2 separate regions of the Hordeum vulgare genome follow, and region 1 is linked to region 2. Evidence: chromatin contacts called from public Hi-C data. All regions are on one chromosome and are shown on one strand. The core of a region is the stretch at or near the end of the contact, and the rest is flanking DNA. Distances in the headings are between cores, read along the strand shown.

The links. A called contact is a pair of places that touch in the nucleus more often than the background predicts.
Region 1: a contact with region 2 is called in a Hi-C map of seedling, with 6 times the contacts expected there. The contact joins the promoter of LOC123398468 here to the promoter of LOC123399416 in region 2. A contact is called at or near these places in 4 of 6 Hi-C or Micro-C datasets (leaf and seedling) and 1 of 1 datasets of contacts at active chromatin or transcription factors (embryo).

What each region holds. Positions count from the first base shown.
Region 1 is chr5H:479,226,410-479,229,640 of MorexV3_pseudomolecules_assembly, reverse strand. LOC123398468 reads left to right here and starts at 1,412. Exons shown (of 1, transcript XM_045092936.1): 1 at 1,412-2,371. The coding sequence starts at 1,842. The coding sequence ends at 2,189. LOC123399433 reads left to right here. Exons shown (of 2, transcript XM_045093841.1): 2 at 569-908. The coding sequence ends at 742.
Region 2 is chr5H:478,907,907-478,910,872 of MorexV3_pseudomolecules_assembly, reverse strand. It overlaps LOC123399416 (protein EMSY-LIKE 3-like), which reads right to left and starts at 1,643. Exons shown (of 10, transcript XM_045093828.1): 1 at 1,296-1,643; 2 at 19-218. The coding sequence starts at 1,332.

The sequences.
Region 1 (3,231 bases), core at 163-2,662, 320 kb before region 2:
TGGGCTGTTGTGGTGTCAGAAAGATGTGGTGGTGTCTTGTCATATTCTGAGCACTATCCGGTTAATTGATTAAAAAGCCATGGCTTATGTGGTCAGTATACACGATTTTAGAGTATCTTGTGCATCTTAAAAAAAATTACGGATGTCCAACATTGCACAAAAAATGTCCAGGGAGAATGCGAATTCATTAATAGTTATCTTTCTGACTGCAACAAGGTTTCTAATAGAGAAACTGTTGTGCTTTATTATTTATGCTGTCTAGTTCATTTTGAATGATTTTTGGCTTGATATTAGGGTAGTGAGCCCTGTCACGGTGATTATATTTTGTCATATTAGGAGCAAGATGAGTTAAGTGCACATTTGTTCTCTCAGACATTTATTTGAACTGTGTTAGAACCAGACATAAACAGGACCTTCTTATAATCTTTAAACAGAATTTTCGACAGACGAAAAGTGAAGAGTTCCTGATCGATAACTGTAAACGTATCCATTCCTTCCCAAATGAAACGATAACACCAGCAGCGTCTTCTCATCATTGCTTGATTGACAGACTACTCATCTTTGACAGGCTGAGATCGCTCGGCAAGAGGCGAGGCTGAAGATGGAGAAGGAGAACCTGGAGAAGGAAAAAAGCGTCCTCATGGGAACCGCCTCCAACCAAGACAACCAGGACGGAGCCCTCGAGATCACCGTGAGCGGCGAGAAGTACAGGTGCCTTCGTTTCTCCAAGGCGAAGAAGTGACGGACGAACGAGGCGCCGTGGAGACAGCCGTGTACTGAACTAGGGGTAGATCTGTGTACCAAATCAGCAACGTTGGGCTTGATTCCGATTCAAATTGAATTCTTTCTGTACAGGGAATTCTGAAATGGGGGTAATAAAATGCATAGCTAGCCAAAGATTTTCGTTATGTGCCTTATGGATGGTGTGCAAGTGCAACTGCTGCAAATGTGACTGAGCTGATGGAAGAAGCTCGCCTGTCAGTTGTCATTGTCTTGTCTGGTACCACCATACCAGGCCCAGATATGCTATGCTAGCAAGTCGTTAACCACTAGACCAGCTCAGTGCTGGCGGTACGAATGTTCCAGTATTAATTCTCCAATATTTCTCCTTGCTTTCTTCTATGCCATCCCTCAGAAAAAAAAAATCTTCTAGGCCAGCATTGGCATATCAGGTTGTGTCGGTGTTCCAGCTAATTGGGCGCTAAGAAACTGTCAGCGGCCATGACAGCCTCCTGATATTCCTGCCAACTTATATAGTAGTATCATCTTAATAATGAATTAACTATAAGCTCCCCGTTCTTAACAGCTACGGAAACTGGCAAATCTTCTGGGCTACTCCTGGAAATTTGCTTGCAAACAAAGCGTAGTGCAGCACATTGCTCGGTTTAGTCCACCGAATGTGACCAACAGCCTGTGTTCCACAGCACTTTATGCCACTTTGTTTATTTATACAAAGTTACAAACGCACACGCGTCTTGAGATAGTAGTACCAAAAAAATCCAGCTTGGGGAACAGCCGTTTGTTTACTGTTTAGCCTTGGAGCGCCATCAACGGCTGGCCCATTTGGCAGCTGGGCAGGGGAGCGGAGAAACGGTCGTCGTCCTCCGGGCCCCGCGGCCCAGCTCGGCCGAACGCGCCATGGAAACGCTCTCGAACGACACCCCCCCGACGGAAACGCGCGTCCGTCCTCCTCCTCCGTCACCATTGGCGCCACGCCTATAAAACCGCCCGCGACCGCGAGTCCAACCTACCTACAGCGTTGCCGCCACCGCGTACTGTCATCCGTCGCACGAGCCGCGGAGAGGAAGGCTTCCTGTCGGTCGGTCGGTTGTGAGCTTGTGATGGGCGCCACGTCGTACGAGAGGCTGTCGAGCCCCGCCGCCGGGAGCGGGCGCCGCGGCGGCGGAGGGGGGGCGTGGGCGGCGCTGATGCGCGGGCTGGCGCGGCTGTGCGCCGCGCGGCGCGGGCGGTGGGCGCCGGCGAGGGGCATGCTGGTGCGGGCGCGGGGGAGGACTAGGAGCTGGCGCGGCAGGAGGGTGGCGGCCGGGTGCGGGTACGACTCCGAGGGCTACGCGCGCAACTTCGACGACGGGCTGTGGAAGGCGGAGGAGGGCGCGCCGTGGAGAGCCGCCGGGCCGGCCATCGGCGCCTGCAGGCTCGCGCGCGCCGCCGTGTCCTCCGTCCAGTGATTCATTCTTTCGGCGTTCTTGTGATCGCCCTGTTCGTTGTGAGGTAGCCATTGGTTGGTTTTTTTTCAGGATTTGATTGTCGTATAGTTGGATTAGTTGTAGGACAGTTTTGTCTGTATAGTTTGTAAAATCAGGCACACAGAAATAAATAAGTCTCGGTGTACATGGCCAAGTTTCAAGTTTTTTGAGTTCGTTTGGAATAGTGGTATACAGGAGAAAAAAATGATAGACATAACGAATGTTTGGCGCAGATTATGATATGGCACGAACAGTAAGCTGTCTCAAAACCTGTCAATAAAAAAATTGAAAGTTAGAAAATATACCAACTCATTACCTCCTTACAGAATAGACTCGAATAGCACTATTTCTATGATCAATGGTTTAGAAAAAACTAGTTGCGGTTTATTTTTTGCGAGTGTGAGAAAAAAAGAATAGTATGAAAGATAATGATGTAGAGTCAAAACAACCTGACAACGATGAAGAACATAGAGATGAACTAATCCTTTTATCTTCTTTATTTAAACCCAAACTCAAGCATACTTGTTTGGTGGTTTCAGTGTCAAGCCAGATGTTAAATATGCTACAAATAAGTATAATTTTTTGTGACTGGTACTTTCTAGAATGCTAGGGTTTAGGAGCACCTGGAAAGAGAAGGTTCTTAAGAAAACATTTCTGAGCATGCTCTAGAGTTTATTTGTATTCAAGAAACCAAGAAACCAGAATTTTTTTATCCTTGATTAGCTGATATTAGTGGTAGATATACTTTTATTTGTCTTTGGCAATCTTCAAAAGGATCCTCTAGTGGGCTCCTCATGGGTGTCAAAAAGGACTTTTGTTATTGATGCTTTAGATTTGCTTGATAAGAAGCGTGAGCTTGCTCGAGTCTTAACAGCTCACGATGAGCTTGCAAAATCAATTGAATAAAATTCTTCGAGAGGAAGAAATCAAATGGTACAAGCACTCGAAGGAGAGAGATATCAAGGAGGGGGATATCAAAGAAAGAGAGAGATATCAAATGGTACATTATGGTTAAGACTAGTGG
Region 2 (2,966 bases), core at 394-2,893:
CAGTGTGCGGATAATCACCCAAGACAACGCATCAGATTGAACTTTGAATGCCCTAAGAACACCAGTGTAAGCCTCTTGCTCAACCAAATGTACTTCGCTCTCCAAATCATTGTGTGGCCTTGCATAAGGAAACGGTCCGGCTGATGCTCTCCCATTCCCACTGAAAGATCGTCCTCTTGGTCCTCTATTTTGTGACGAGGGGAGATCATCATCCGTCCCTGCAAGCAAGAGCGAGGAATCAATAATGCGGCATATTCAGATGCACAATTTAGCTGCAAGCCTGCAAGTCCTCATAACACGAACACACCTCATCCAAGGTCATAAAAAATGATGTTCATAATTTGCGGAATACAGGGTCAACCGACTGACAAGCCAACTATGACGAATTCACAATTTGGCAAGAGGTTCGAGAAGCTCACAACTGCAAAGGGGCGACTGGATTTTTATTTATCAAGTAATCAATCTGCGGTACCAAGGGTTTGGCAAAAGGGACTACTTTATGCTCGTATTCTCCAGGACCATGCAAATGTACACATTGTTTGGCAAATTTAACAAATTTAAATTATCTATCGGCTCAGCTTTGCTAGAAAGCAGAGAGACATAATTTATACTTGGTGGGTATTCCAATTATTTGGGAATAACGTATGCCAATCTTCTCCAGATATTTTCCTACAGGAATCTAACAAGCCATGCGAAAGAATGAAACCTTTCCGCCCGTCCAAGTTTACTCGGTCTAAAGTGAAAATAACATGTTGATTCAGGGCTGGGGATCAATAATCAAATGCACATTTTGACTGCAAGTCATGATAACACAAAAGCAACTCAAAGGTCATAAAAGACGCTGTTAACAATTTGTGGAATACGGCGTCAAGCGACTGCCACGCCAACCATGACGAATTCACAAATTGGCAAGAGGTTCCAGAAGCCAACAACTGCTTAGGGAAGACTGGAGCCTTATTTATCAAGTAATCTCAATCTGCAGTACCAAGGGTTTAGCAAAAGGAACTACTTTATGCTCCTGCCTCTTCAGGGCCGTGCAAATGTACACGTTGTTCGATAAATTCATCAGATTTTCAGCTATCTTATGCGCTCAGCTTTGCTAGAAAGCAAGAGGAACAATTTATACTTGTCTACTCTCATAATTAGGTAATATTTCGTACGCATAAATTATGCCAATCTCCTCCAGGTGTTTTTCCTCCAGGAATCCAACAAGCTACGTGAAATAATTGAGCTTTTTCCGCCCGGCCAAGCTCACGCGGCCAAAAGAAAGAACACGTCGATTCGAGGCGACTCACCGCTGCTATCATAGGGGCGGTACCCCATGGGATTCATGGACCCGCGTGGCGCGCCGAGAACGGAGGAACCCTAGGAATCAGCCGAGTTCCTCCCCCCAGATCCGGACCGAGCGCGAACGAGTCCGAGGGTATACGGAGCGGCCCGGGGCCGCGGTCGAGGCGTGCCTGGCGAGCGCCGGAGGCCGATCTGGGGAGGTTTTGCGGCGTGGAATCGGATGAGGATTTGGGGGCGGGCGACCGGGGGGCGGGCGGCAGGTAGGGTTCAAGGGGATCGGGAAATTTAGGAAGTGGACTTTTCGATTTGCCCCCTGGAAAAAGGTCGGTTTCGCTGCGCGTGAAGAGTCTTGCACCGGGGCTGGTAGTTTTCGGGGGGCTTTATGGTAATGGCGCGTCCTACGTGGCGTTCTGGTGGCCGTGTGTTTCTTCGTCGGGCCGCACGTGGGCGGCGCGGCCGTACGCGAGTCCTGTTTGCGCACGCACTGGTGCAGTGCAACCGGACTCCGGCCGGCGAGCGGTACTATCATATTTACAGGTATATTTTTATCGGTCATAATTGATTTTTGGCCGGAAACAAAACCGAACGGTGGAGGCGTGTATATTTTACAAGTGTATTAGAAAGAAACACGCTAATTCAAACAAGGCATAAGAGTACGTGTGTGTTTCAGCCATGTACGAAAAAAATGCAGAATTAATCGAATGCCCAACCGTAGCCACAACCTGACTCTTTGATATGCATCTTACTTACGTGGTAAACGCTAAACAGTATTTGGCAATGATGGCGATGTTGTATACATTCAACTTTAAAAGTATGTGTTTGTTTCAGCCATGTACTCTTTGATATGCATCTTACTTACGCGGTAAACAGTACTACTGGCGTAAGGTGTGTGTGCCTCTTCACCTCAACTGTATCGCGTACGGGACCTTGAGCGTGGAGGTATTGCACTTCGGGTGCATTGGCTTTAGCTGCAAAACGCCGACCCTTCTCTAGAGGTTTGGAACAGTGTCATGGCCGCTTGAAGGCTTACTACTTCCATCCCGATGGTTGCTGACAGGTTCATGGACTGATGGAACTCTGCCACGACTGCCTCTCCTACGTCGTTGCGCAAAGGCGTGGCCTCCCTCGGCATCCTCGTGAACTCGTGTGTGTTTGACAACGCTCGATCCTCCGTCGTACACCTGGTCTAGACAATCCTAGACGAAGTTAGACTTTCGGCCCTGGCTGGCGCGAGAGGGATGGCGACAATATCCCCATATGATCCGCCCTAGACGTCTAGTTTTCCTCTCGAGGCTGAGCAACCTCATTCTCTCTACTGCTCGCATGTAGATACATCCTCGCCCCTCTAGTGTACGAATCTTGTATCTATCACTATGTGCCCGCTGCTTTTCTACCTATTAATGAAATGATACCTTGCTTGTGTATTCCCGAAAAAAGTATTAACAGTAAGTGGAGGTAAATAGTGTATGAGATGATTTGAGTCGCCGAGTGATAGTAATAGGCGATGGAGCAAGCTCGGTTGTCGAATAACTGAAGCAATACATGCAAGTGTTCTTCCTTTAACCCAATATAATTCAATAGTTCGCTAGGTTTAGTATATGGTCTCGCATATATAGCCATCCTATTGACAAACGACATGCCCTCGCGGTTGTACCGGCAGAGCGTCATATGCTTCA